2 separate regions of the Mus musculus genome follow, and region 2 is linked to region 1. The links are chromatin contacts, called in public promoter capture Hi-C maps. All regions are on one chromosome and are shown on one strand. Each heading gives the region's core, a stretch centred on a gene start, on an enhancer-like site or on the middle of the called end of the contact. The rest is flanking DNA. Distances are from core to core; before and after follow the strand shown.

The links. Promoter capture Hi-C pulls out the DNA fragments that hold promoters and counts their contacts.
Region 2: a promoter capture Hi-C map of maxillary cranial neural crest shows a contact between it and region 1. The contact joins the enhancer-like site here to the promoter of Dis3 in region 1. A contact is called at or near these places in 21 of 39 promoter capture datasets (the 3T3-L1 cell line, 3T3-L1-derived adipocytes, the C10 cell line and 15 more), 1 of 15 datasets of contacts at CTCF or cohesin (large pre-B cells), 2 of 484 Hi-C or Micro-C datasets (cerebral cortex and cortical neurons), 12 of 115 datasets of contacts at active chromatin or transcription factors (the 230-238 cell line, acute myeloid leukemia, embryonic basal ganglia and 8 more) and 3 of 9 other capture datasets (adipose tissue, embryonic stem cells and liver).

The regions. Positions count from the first base shown.
Region 1 is chr14:99,095,947-99,102,593 of GRCm38.p6, reverse strand. Dis3 (DIS3 homolog, exosome endoribonuclease and 3'-5' exoribonuclease) reads left to right here and starts at 2,824. Exons shown (of 21, transcript NM_028315.2): 1 at 2,824-3,148; 2 at 3,754-3,911; 3 at 4,816-5,009; 4 at 5,764-5,837. The coding sequence starts at 2,921. It overlaps Pibf1 (progesterone immunomodulatory binding factor 1), which reads right to left and starts at 3,170. Exons shown (of 18, transcript NM_029320.3): 1 at 2,465-3,170; 2 at 1,293-1,565. The coding sequence starts at 1,544.
Region 2 is chr14:99,882,656-99,889,306 of GRCm38.p6, reverse strand. All of the region lies in intron 6 of Klf12 (Kruppel-like factor 12), which reads left to right. Among named protein-coding and RNA genes, the nearest start is that of Gm22970, 110 kb to the right of the region's middle. Within about 2 kb of position 2,611, at least 13 of the 459 cell types and tissues checked have an H3K27ac peak or open chromatin away from gene starts, as enhancers often do. A contact at or near this core is called in stem cell-derived epiblast-like cells, where this site is marked.

The DNA of each region.
Region 1 (6,647 bases), core at 1,575-4,074:
AAATCTGAGCCAGTGTTGTAATGGGAAGAGCAGCAAGCTCTGTGAACTGCCTAGCTATCTCTCTCGCCCTCTCCTTCTTCCTACTAAGTCGTGGAGTGTGCGTGCGTGCGTGTGTGTGTGTGTGTGTGTGTGTGTGTGTGCGTGCGTGCGTGTGTGTGTGTACGTGTGTGTATGTGAGTGTGAGTGTGTGTGCGTGTGTGTGTGTGTGTGCGCGTGTCTGTGCGTGTGTGTGCGTGCCATGAGTCAGCTCTCTTTCACTCTACATCCCAGGGATGGAGCTCAGGTCCCCAGGCTTGGACGGTTAAGCATTTTTACCCATGAAGTTATCTCATTGGCCCCAAAGAAATACATTATCTTCTAGTAGAGAAACGCTGAGTATCTTAATATGCATATCATATTAAGTAGCATAGAGCTAAAATAAAAGACCAAGTTAACAAGAAGAAGTATAACAACGTAAACAAACTGCTGGACACGGGCTTTTGCCGGAAGAGCTGAGATGGAGAGTGAAGAGGGAAAGTTCACTGTCAGAAACAAGTAACTGTCTTAGGAACAGAAGAAGTAACACTGCAGAGATGTGTCTGGAGGCCAGTCACTATTTCTTAGGGCTCGTTTCACCTCTACCAGGCATTCCATGAACTACCCTGGGACTAAGTACCACACAAGGCAAAAAGACAACTAGTTCACCGCCACTAAAGGATAACGCACTTGCTAAAGACAATGGTCACCTAAAATTGACTTCTATGACACAGTACCTCTCAGACAGAGTAACTGTGTAGGAAGGTTAACAAGGAAATCCGACTTCTAAAGAAAGGACAATTGAGATTCAGCAATACAGTTATGATCTTCACTCTTCCTATCAGACCAGTCAGTCCCAGAAAACTTGGCTACATTTTCATTCTTAAGAAAATACATATTCCACTAATGTCACACTCTAAAACTTGAGCCTTCAAAGGTAACTCACTCATACACTTAAAACACCCCATTTCAATACGCAAACTGCAGAAAGGCAACATTGGACAAGGAGTATGAAGTGTGGCATTTAAATTCCAAATATATATATATTTTTGTTTGTTTGTTTGTTTTGTTTTTTCGTTTTTGAGACAGAAAAATCACATAGTCTGGCTATCCTAGACCTCCCCATGTAAATCAGGATGGCCTAGAATTCAGAGCAATGGGCCTGCCTCTGCTTCCAAGGGCTGGGATTAAAGGCATGTGCAGCCGCACCCGGCCTATACACCAACTTATCTTTCCTTTTCAGTTTCAAGAGAATAACAGTTTGCATCTGACCTTACCTTTGTAAGATAATCCATTTTCAAGTTGTCGATCATCATGTTTTTCTGGGATAGCTCGATTTTCAGTAACTGAATATTATGAAGTATCTCTTTTCTTTCGATTAACTGCCTGGTGATTTTGACTTTACCTTCTCGCTCCTCTGATGATGAGACATCATCTGTATGAATGGTTGTTTCCAAACTAATATCTTCAGACTCCAGAGAACTAGAGATATTTACTTTTTTTGGTTCCTTGGCAATTTTGCGAGACATTTTATTATTTGAATCAATCTTCTGTAGAATAAAAAGAAATAAAGTTAAATATACAAAAAAAAAAAAACCTACTACAGGGCATACAGAGCATTAAAGAGACACCAAGGATCGCCTAGATCATTAGGTATTGGAAGGTCCCAAATGTAAGCCAGATTAGTGTTCAAATCAAACAGACTCACTAAATCCTATCATGAACTCACCCATTGTCCTGTGTGTGTGTGTGTGTCTCGGGGCAAGAATCTTACTTGAAGGTAACAGATAAATAAAGTCATGTAAAATAGAAAGGATAGCCCTATAATACTAAGTTTCAAACTCAAGGAGAGGTTGATTTTTGTCACTGAAGGTCCTCACAGAAGTAGTATTGAAATCTGGACACAGAGAGAAAAATGTTGGTATGTCGGTGGAGGGTTTATAAAGCAAGACTTACATGCCAGGTTTAGTTTTACAGTTAAGGCATCACCGAAAAATTTGAAAACAGGCTCAGAGTGCGACAAAAGCATTTTTAAATAACTTGAAAAACCTAAAGAGGTTAGAAGGGTACAAACTCGAATATTCTGAATAGCACATTTTAGCCTTCACAAGGCTTTTTGTAACTCCCTTGTTTAAATACGACACGATTTAGTAAAATAGTTATAGAACTAGCTATTTCAGTTTCTCTAAGAGGAACGCTAAAGAAGGAGGTCTGTGTGGTGGGGGGGAACAGGAAGAGCTTCAGTACAATCCGCCTCTTTCCTTTTTAAAGGGAAAGGATTGGGGGGGAAAAAAAGTAAAATAAGAAAACAAATCCTTGCGTGAGTTACCAAGGACCAGGGACCGGCTTCTCCCTCTTTGATTAAGAAATCCGTACATTCTAAACTTCCTACATTTTAGCATCTCTGCGCCGCGTGAGAAAGAAAGGGAAAAGGATTCCTGGAAGCTACCTCTCAATGGTCAGTAACTCCGCATATAAGGATAACACCAGCTTCACCCGGACTCTTGGAAGAACCAATGGCGTCTTCAGTCAGCAGCTCAGGCTGCCACCCCTCAACAGGTATCTCGGGGCTACCGGACCGTTAGGATCGGTCACCAAGACAACCACACGCCGTGCCCCAGAAGAAGTCGGAAGAACCTGGGGTGCGCAGGTACCCAAGCTCACTCCTTCCCGGAAGCCAGTCGGAAGCGGTGCAGGCTGGGAGCTGTAGTCCAGAGGAAAGCCCCGCCCACCGGCGGGAGGAAACAACCAACACTCGCCCAATCACCGCGACCGTCGGGGAACGAACGCGCCTTCGTGTTTTCTCGCGAGAGTGACCTCACCAGCCAGCGGGCAAAAGCGGGAATGCGCGTGGCCGCGCCTCGGTTTCTTAGCTGACGGCCGGGATCCCACGCCGCGAGGCGAGATGCTCAGGTCCAAGACGTTCTTGAAGAAGACCCGCGCGGGCGGCGTGGTGAAGATCGTGCGCGAGCACTACCTGCGGGATGACATCGGCTGCGGCGCGCCGGCTTGCTCGGCCTGCGGCGGGGCGCACGCGGGCCCGGCCCTGGAGCTGCAGCCCCGGGACCAGGCGAGCAGCCTCTGCCCGTGGCCGCACTACCTTCTGCCGGACACCAATGTGCTGCTGCACCAGGTGCGTGGACGCGGGGCCGCGTGGTGACGAGGGGGCGTGGCAGACAGGGACGCTGGGGACCGGGGAGGCGGGTCTTGGGATGTTGGATGGAGAGAGGCAAGTACCGTGGCTACCCTCGCTCGCATCCTGCCATCCAGGCTGAGGTACCGTTCCCTGATGTCACTTTATTTATTTATATATATATATTTTTTTTCGGTTCTTGGAGTCTTATTTTTAGACACGTTACATTTTCTAACCCCTGGTGTCTCTTCTACTTTAGATTATAAGTGCCTGGAAGCCGGGGACCTGGGCTTCTGTGGCCTCCAGATTGCGACCCCCAGGCAGCTTGTAAGTGCCTACGAACAAAAAATTGTGTGGGCCAGCATAATTTACTTATTAATAGCTCTGGTATTGCAAACTCTGTGGTCCGATTATGGGTGCTTGTCATCGTCTCAGGCCTACAGGGTCCCCCCTTAGTGACTTTGTCAAGTTTTTTCTGCAGCCAAGTACCACTTTGGCCTAACGGAGAGTCAGTGTTTTAAACTGTCACAAGAATTCAGGCTGGGCAGAGAGTTCAAGGTAGAACTGAAAACGGGGGAGTTAACATTTGGCTTTGGTTTTTTAAGATTGATGTCCTCGAACACCCGGCCATCAGAAATGTCATTGTGCTACAAACAGTGATGCAAGAAGTGAGAAACCGGAGCGCCCCCATCTACAAGCGAATCAGGGATGTGACCAATAACCAGGAAAAGCATTTCTATACCTTCACTAATGAGCACCATAAGTAAGTATCACAAAACCACAGGGCTACCTAAATTTAACAGACTTCTTGGAAAGGAATTTATCAAACACAGGCTGTAGCTTCCTGTGCTGCTTGGTGGTTACCTGGTTGTGTGGAAGACAGTGCTACCTACATAGGCTCATCTAAGGTCGCAGTGTTAGTGAGGTCACACCCTAAACCAGGATCTAGCCGCTAAAGTCGTCCTTTTACTTCTGAAATGCTCCCTTTAAGTTGTCTATTGAGTTGAATGGTTGATTCTTTGGCGATAAGAACCATCTACACTCCTGTAATCCCATATTATGTGAGTGACAAATATATAGGAGAAAAATGTGGGAGTTTGTGATTAATAAGCTTTATCTTACATCTGATTTATTGAAATTAAATTTCTAAACATAATGAGCTGCCTGTTATATTAAACAGTAGATAATATGTATCTATGATGCTTAAAGTCACTTTCTCAGCTTTGACATTATTAACATTTTGAACTGAGTATTTTGTTGTATGAAATTTTCTTATGCATCGTAGGTGCTTTGCAACCTGCTTATGCCAAGTATGTGCAAATAGCACTCTCCTGTCAGTTCCAAGTTTCCTGAACCGGAATGTTCAGGAACATGGAACTTGGAACTAAGTTCCGCAGGAACTAAATGCACACACACACACACATACACACACACACACACACACACACAGACACACAAACATACACACTCCTAGAGAGGAGGAGGAGGGGGTGGGGGAGAGAGACAGACAAGACAGACAGATAGATAGATAGTCAGTGTGTCCACCTGTGGGCTGCTCATTCATTGTGCCTCCTTAAACTCCAGTGGCTGTGGAACATTTATGTCCCAGAAGTTTTGACCCCACTGGCTAGCTTTTGTTTTGTGTTTCCTGTCGCTTTTACATTTAGAGAAACCTACATCGAGCAAGAGCAGGGAGAGAATGCCAATGACAGGAATGACAGAGCCATCCGAGTCGCAGCGAAGTGGTACAACGAGCACCTGAAGAGGGTGGCAGCAGACAGTCAGCTGCAAGTTATCCTGATAACCAATGACAGGAAGAACAAAGAGAAAGCTGTGCAAGAGGGGATACCAGCCTTCACGTGTAGGTCTGAGTGTGGGTGCTTCCAAGCCTGTGTCCCGCTGTACAGAAACATTAGGATCAGGCTGCGCGGTCACATGACCCAGCTGCGTTGTCCTGGGTGATCTCATGTGGCCTTTTTACATTTGAAACAATAGTTTTCAATTTTTAATGTGGGTGACTTCCCTTATGTAAGAAGTAGGCATTGGAAACCCTGGGCTAAGGGGTAGGGGTGAACTACCAGGAGGGTGCTGGGAACAGGAAGCAGACCCTCTGTAAAGCAGCAAGTGTGTCTAGCTGCCGAGCCATCAGTCCTCTTACGTTTTAAACTTCTCAGTGAGCTAAGGAAGCAAGTTGTAGATTGTGGCTGTTAGGTTTCTCCTCATTCTTTGCAGTTGACATAGTAAAAGATGTGCATGTGCTAGACCCATTGCTCTGTTTCAGTCAGGATCACAGTTGGCATGGGTCTTGTTCCATTTATTCATAATGGCAGGTGACGGGCTGGAGAGATGGCTCAGTGGTTAAGAGCACCGACTGCTCTTCAGAAGGTCCTGAGTTCAAATCCCAGCACCCACATGGTGGCACACAACCATCCGTAATGAGATCTGAAGCCCTCTTCTGGTGCATCTGAAGACAGCTACAGTGTACTTAAATATAATAAATAAATCTTTTAAAAAAAAATGGCAGGTGTCCTGTCAAAAGACAACCATCCATGTTTCCTCACGCCTCAATACAGTGCCTAGGTACTTGAATTTAAAAATAGTAACTTATTTTTCAGGTGAAGAATACGTAAAGAGCCTGACTGCTAACCCTGAACTTATAGACCGTCTTGCTTACTTGTCCGATGAAATGGTATGTTTCAGCATGATTTGTTTTGAAAAGATGAAAATATAAAGTTAGCCATTGTGGGTAGGCTAACCATGCATACAAGGTGAAGCCTAAGGGGTGGGGGGAGTCATAAGGAGATACATAGTATTACAGCAGGCCCTATAGTGGGAAGCAGGGATTCATGCTGGGCGTCAGGAAGTTTGCAGTCTTTAGTGATGACCTAAGTAAAGGTCTACTCTGAAGTGAGACAGTAAAGATTGAGTTCTCTCCATTAAATGTCAGTCTAACAGAAAGGCTGTATAAGAGTGGGTTGGAGAGCAGAGAGCTGTGATCAAAAAGGTAACTTATTCATAAAACTGTTGTAATGGCAGTATAAGACATACTGCATCAGTGCGAAGATTGGAGGCTGAGGGATAAGCGCGGAGTTACTATAACTGACAGTTTGAAAAAAGACCACAGGAGAAATTAAACTTTTTTTTTTGTGTGTGTGTGTATATGTACTAAGTATGTACACACATATTTAGTAGTAACTATACCATTATTAAGAGGTGAATGGAATACAATCTGAAGCATTCATGAAATTCTGTCTTGTTTGGCACGTAGCTATGGTAAATGTAAATGATGACTATCGATCATAAGATCTCACAAACAAAAACTATGCAGTGGTGTTAGTCAGACCCAGAGTCCAGTGAACTTCTGTACAGTTAGAGTGGCTACTCTCAAGCTGTGGCACTTCTTTTGGTCTTCGAGACAGGGTTTATCTTTGCAGCCATGGCTGTCCTGGAAGTTGCTCTGTAGATCAGGCTGGCCTCAAAATCGTAGAGATTCTACAGC
Region 2 (6,651 bases), core at 1,362-3,861, 790 kb before region 1:
AGGGACCCATGGCTCCAGCCACATATGTAGTAGATGATGGCCTTGTTGGTCATCAATGAGAGGAGAAGCCCTTGTTCCTGTGAAGGCTCAATGGCCCAGTGTAGGGGAATGCCAGGGCCAGGGAGCAGGAATGTGTGGGTTGGTGAGCAGGGGGAGGGAGATGGGATAGGGAGTTTTTGGAGGGGAAACCAGGAAAGGGGATAACATTTGAAATGTAAATAGAGTGGAGAAAAGACAGCATTTTCAACAAATGGTGCTGGCCAAACTGGATAGGCACATGTAGAAGAATAATTCTTATCCTTATCTCTCACCCCGCACAAAAATTGACATCAGTGGATAAAGGACCTCAACATAAAATCAGGTACCCTTTACTATTCAGAACTCAGTCAAGTAGTGACCTCAGTTACAGCTGCTGTACCAGATATGCGACCCTTACTTAAGCAGATTAACACATCTCTTCCTTAGTCAACCGATCATAGGGCACTGTCTATGTGGCTATAAGTGCATGTGTAGCTGCAGATGGCATTTCACTTGGGAAGGCCAGCTGTATGCCTTTACAATTTTGCCTTAAGAGTATATTAACCTTCCAGCCCTGTATCATAACTTAGTTCATAACTTAGTTGATTATCTGTCTCTTCTACAAAATATCACATTGGTCCACTATGCTGATGACATTATGCTAATTGGAGCAAGTGAGCAGAAGGTGTGTACCACTTTGGATTTGTTGGCACACATGCACATGAGGATAGGAAATAAATACAACCAAAATTCAAGCGCCTTCTTACTCCAAGAAATTCTTAGGAGTCCAGTGGTATGGGGCATACACCTTCTAAGACAAAGGATGAATTGTTGCACCTGGTCTCTCTCACCACTAAGGAAAAAGCACAATGTTTAAGGGGTCTATTTGAATTCCGGAGACAGCACTTTCTCACGTGAGTGTGTTACTATGGCCCATATAACAAATGACTCAGATATGTAAGCTGTGAGTGCTCATCAACCAGTCCTGGCTGATGTGCAGGCTACTCTACCACTTGGACCATGTGATCCCACAGACCCAATGGTACTTGAGGTGTCAATGGCAGATAGGGATGCTGTTTGGAGCCTTTGTCAGGCCCCTACAGGTGAATCGCAGAAGAGATCTTGAGATTTTGGAGCAAGAAATCATCATCTACAAACAACTCTTCTCCCTTTGAGAGACAGCTGTTGGCCTGCTTTTGGACCTTAGCAGAAACTGAATGTTCGACAATGGGCCAACCTAAGCTACCCAACACAAACTAAGTATTATTTGACCCACCAAGCCATAGAGTGAGATGTGTACAACAGCAACTCATTAGCAAGTAAAAGCAGTATATACATGATCAGGCCAATCAGGTCCTGAAAGCACAAGCAAGTTACATAAAGACATTGCCCAAATGCATTTTACTCCTACTACAATGCCATCCGCAGCTCCACAGGCACCGATATCTTCATGGGGTGTGCTGTATGATCATTTGACTAAGGAAGAGAAGGCAAGGGCACAGCTTACTCATCATCAAGATGAGAGCTAGTTAGATGGCAGCAGCCTAGAGGACTGGGACAGGGTTCCCCTGAAGGAAGTATATACTTGGAATCCATGTTATGCAGGTACCAACCAGACATTGACAGACACAGTATTTACAACTGCTTTCTGGAATTCCCTGAATTCCAAAATGAGGGGAAATCTTCACAGTGGGCAGAACTTCGGTTAACTACTAGAGTAGATACTTATTTTGCTTATGGATTTGCCTTTTCTTCACATAATGGTTCTGCCAAAACTACCAAAGGTATATTCATAGAACACCTTATTCACCGTTGTGCTAGTCTATATGGTATTGCTTTTAACAAGGAAACTCACTTCACATCCAGAAGAATGTTGTTGAGGTGGTAGGTGCTGAATAAAGTTTTGGTCACCTGAGATGACTTTCAGGGCCTCAGTTCATTATCTTATAATGTCTCCAGCACTTGAAAGTGAGACTGGGAACTAGATACTTGGGATTTCCCTGGTAGGTTGCAGCAGGAACTGTGGTAACAAGGGGAGCTATTTAAGTGAGAAGAAAAGCTTAAAGTCTTGGCATACATCTGTGTTGCAGGTTAAAGAAGAGCCTGCAAAAGAAACGTACAGTAACCAGACACGTAGGCAAATACGTGTTGACACCTCATGGAAACATAAACTCAGAACAGCCAAAGAAAACAATGTCCTTTGACCTTGAACTTTTTACTTTCTATAAAGTAGATTTAATTGTAGAATATTTTCATTCATTAGTGTTTGCTTTCTGGGTGAGAAAGCTAGACTTTGTATTAACAATACTGTCTACCCAGTAAGTCGTAACTTGGGCCTTGTCTCCCAGTTCAGTTCTGACTAGATATCCTCGCCTATTAAAGCAGTAAGGAGAAGTATGGAGAAGCAGTATAAAAAGTGATTAAGACTCATACAGACTGGATGCCTGGTTGAAGTGGGGTTAGCTACTTCAACTGCTAGATAAGCAAGCTCTCAAGATCAAATATATTAAAAATCACTTAGAGAAAGGCATGGTGTGTGGAAAGCAGAAAATACTATTGTTATCAAGGTGTGTCTCTATAAAACGACACAGGGGCTCACCTAGTGTTAGTCATACACAAAGTTAGTCCACACAGTTCAGGGGAATGAAGAGTAACACATTGACTGTTTGATTACATTTCCAAGACCAAATAAATTGATATCACATACAATAGATTGGTCTCGTTGGCCCAGGCAGTTCTGTACTTAAAATGTTTTCAAAAGCAAAGATTGGAATGGACATCCAGTTACCCGAACAATGTAACTTGTTCCTTAAAAAAACAGCAAACAGGGGCTTGGAGAGGTGGCTCAGAGGCACTGGATGCCGATTCCCTAGGACCTAGGTTTAAAAAAAAAAGGGAAAATTAAAAAGAGAAAGAGCTATGCTTAAAGGCATATGATCCCAGCATGGAACAGAGCAGAGGACAGGAGGATCCTTGGAATTCCGTGGACAGCCAGTCCATCCCAGTCAGCAAGATGAGGGTTAAGGGAAAAAATACGCCTCCAAAATCAAAGTGGAGAAGCAATTAGTGGAGACATTCTGTGTCAGCCTCTGGGGTCTACATAGGCTTGTGTGGGTGAACACATCTAAATACATTTAAAAAAAAACATAACGCTCGCTCACTCTCTCTCGCTCTCTCTCGCTCTCTCTCTCTCTCTCTCTCTCTCTCTCTCTCACACACACACACACACACACACACACACAACTTCACATCGCACACAACAGCAGAGATGTATTTTATTTACATTTCCTTACAGTAAACAGGATTACCTTGAGTCTCATAACCATAAAATCAAATATTCTGTAATGTGCAGTTTGGAGTCTCACAGACTGTGGGAATAAATGACCAGCCAAAGACGTTGAATTCTACAGCCTAGAACTCAGATGCAGGTTGGTAACTGACCCCGTGTTTGGCCATTTGGCCTGATTGTAAAACCCCAGGTAGCATGGGCTGTATTAACCCCAAGAGGGAGTATGAGCTAGCCCAGCCTTGGGCAATGCAGTGGCTTGTAATACCAACTCTGTCCTGATCTCCAGGTTTCTAGTTCCTTGTCTTGAAAGCACCTAGTTTCCTTCCAGGTCTAGATATCTGTGAACCTTCATGAACTGATGTAACAGAAACCAGAAGACAAGATAGGAATCTTGACTCCCCCTCTCCTTCTCTTTCCTCATATGCAAATACCATTCCTCCGGTGAAACAGGTTGTCACAGCAAATATGTTGAGCCCTGAATGAAATGAAGCTCATTTGTCAGTGTCTGGGCCCTGTAACTTTGTAAAAGTTAAACATATTTCAGAAATGCACTTCTGAACCTAGAAAATGCCTGTACTTCCTGTTGCTAAAGGGTTCCTTTTCAGTTGCTTGAGAAAATAACAGAGGAGCCACGGAGAGCACGGGGTTTTGTTTAACATGGGCCTTTTGAAATTGCACATTCCTCTCTCTATGTGTATAGCTCACACGTCATCTCCGTATGAAAGGGCACCTGCCCTTTGTCTCAATCCACATTTACCTTTTAGCATTTCAGGTGGTGAAATGGGAGGCCCTGAAAAAGTGATTTTTTTGTTTGGTAGGTTTTGGGAATCCATTCAATACCTGATGTTTTCTTTAGACTTTATTGTACCTTCTGCTTGGCAAATGCCATAGCAAGGCACCGAGCTAGTCTTAATCCTTTTCTTTAACCAGAATGCAAAAGGACAAGTATCTCATAATAAATCAGTTTGTGTTGACTGTTTTGAGACAGAAAAAAAAAAAACTGATATGAGTTTCTTATTTTACCAGGACACTTCATTCATAGCAGGGGCAAATGCTGCCTGTATGTGGCTAGGAATTTGTGTGTCCAACACAAACTCCAAAGACTGCTGTTAAAAATCTTTTAGAGCAACAATAAAATGATACTTTAAAAAAGTGATTATTAATGAGGGGGTGGAGGTGGTAGAAAGGGAGGGAGTTGGGAGGGGTTTACGCCACAGGGTATGTGAGGTGGTCAGAGGACACCCTTGTGGAGTTGGTGTGCTCTTTCCATTGTTGCCTGTATTCCAGTGAGGTGGCCCATTGTATGATAAGCTCCGTTAGCCACTGAGCCACCTCAGCAGCCCCCAGATGCCCTTACTCCTGTCTGGTACGTTTGCTTTCTTAAGACTATGCTGAAAATGCTTCATTAAAATATGATATGTCACAATGAAAGAAACTGCTTTAAGGGAGGATAAACTGTACCCCAAAGGAGTGGCAAAGTGTGATCCAATTAGCCAGCCACCTTTGTCTTTGAATTCTTTGTCCTACTTTACATTTTAAATTTAAGTCCCCAAAACAAAATTACATAGGAAGACTTATTGCTACAGCACTGTACCAAACTGATGTTTTCTTTAGCCAGTAATTTCATCCTCTTTCATAGAATTAACATAAGAAATAAGAATCAATAACAGTCTGATAGTGAAGTCATTACCTCTAGGTATTTTGAGGATATTCTAAATATGTTTTAAGCCTGTGAAGGGTTATATTTGTAGTTGTTTATTGCCTAACCCTCTTTTCTAAATGGAATTTAAAAGGCACGATGGGGCCTGGAAACATGGTTCAGTGGTTAAGAGCCCTGGCTGCTTTTCCAGAGGTCCCAGGTTTGATTCCCAGCACCCATATTGTGACTCACAGCCACGAAAGGATGGACCATCCAGAGACTGTCCCACTCGGGGGTCCATCCCATAATCAGCCACCAAACACAAACACTATTGCATACGCCAGCAAAAATTTGCTGAAGGGACCCTGATATAGCTGTCTCCTGTGAGGCTTTGCCAGTGCCTGGCAAATACAGAAGTGAATGCTCACAGTTATCTATAGGATGGAACACAGGGCCACCAATGGAGGAGCTAGAGAAAGTACCCAAGGAGCTGAAGGGATCTGCAGCCTTATAGGTGGAACAACAATATGAACTAACCAGTACCCCCAGAGCTCGTGTCTCTAGCTGCATATGTATCAGAAGATGGCCTAGTCGGCCATCACTGGAAAGAGAGGCCCATTGGTCTTGCAAACTTTATATGTTCCAGTACAGGGGAACGCCAGCACCAAGAAGTGGGAGTGAGTGGGTTGGGGAGCAGGACAGGGGGAGGGTATAGGGCACTTTGGGGATAGCATTTGAAATGTAAATGAAGAAAATATCTAAGGAAAAATGTGGGGAAAAACAAAACAAAACAAAACAAAACAAAACAAAACAAAACAAAACAAAACCCAGAGAATCCAGTGCTGCTTCTGCCTCTGTGGACACCAGGCATACCAGCGGTGCAGAGGCATGCACACAGTCAAAGAGAAATCCCTCCACCTTAATAACTTATTAAGAAAGAGGTAGGCATATTTTTTCAGCATATTTCTTTGGAAAACAGTTTGAGATAAAATGTGTATGGGACTCTGCTACCAATAAATTAAACTTCAAGGAAGCCTGCTATTCCTGAAGAAATTCGCCGATGTTTTTTTCACTGGGAGCACAGTCTGTCTTGGTGAAGACAGAGCTATGAGGAGCAAAGCCAACAGCCCTTGGTGCTGCTCCATTTATATTGTTCACATCTGTGTCTTTGTCTTTGTTGTGTTGTGTGGGTTTTTTTTTTCGACAGAGTGTTAATCTGTAGCAAGACTATCATGGAACTCTCTTTATATCCCATAACAAAATCAAATTCGGGGCAAATCTTCTTGCTACAGCCTCCCAAGTGACAGGATTTCAGGTTTGAGACACTAGGTCCAAATCTTAGCCAATAAGAGTTAGCGAATAAAATTAGTGAATAAAATTCACTCCACATTCTATCCGCTCCTGGCTATACTTTTAAAGTCAAATGCTGATTTTCTTTATATACATAAATAAAAATATCCCTGTTTTATATTCACAAACCAGTTGCAAAAAAAAAATGTTAGAAGCTCTGCAAGTTTCAAACATAGCTTATATCGACATGATTCAATATTGATAGATTTATAGGCTTTTTAAAAAGTTCTGGAACACAGTATTATCAGATGATCCAGTATTTTGATTTGTGAATTATAAATTATATGCCAGTGACATGGATCTATTGACTGGGATGTACGTTTTTAACATCTCAACTTTTTAAAGATCTTTGCAT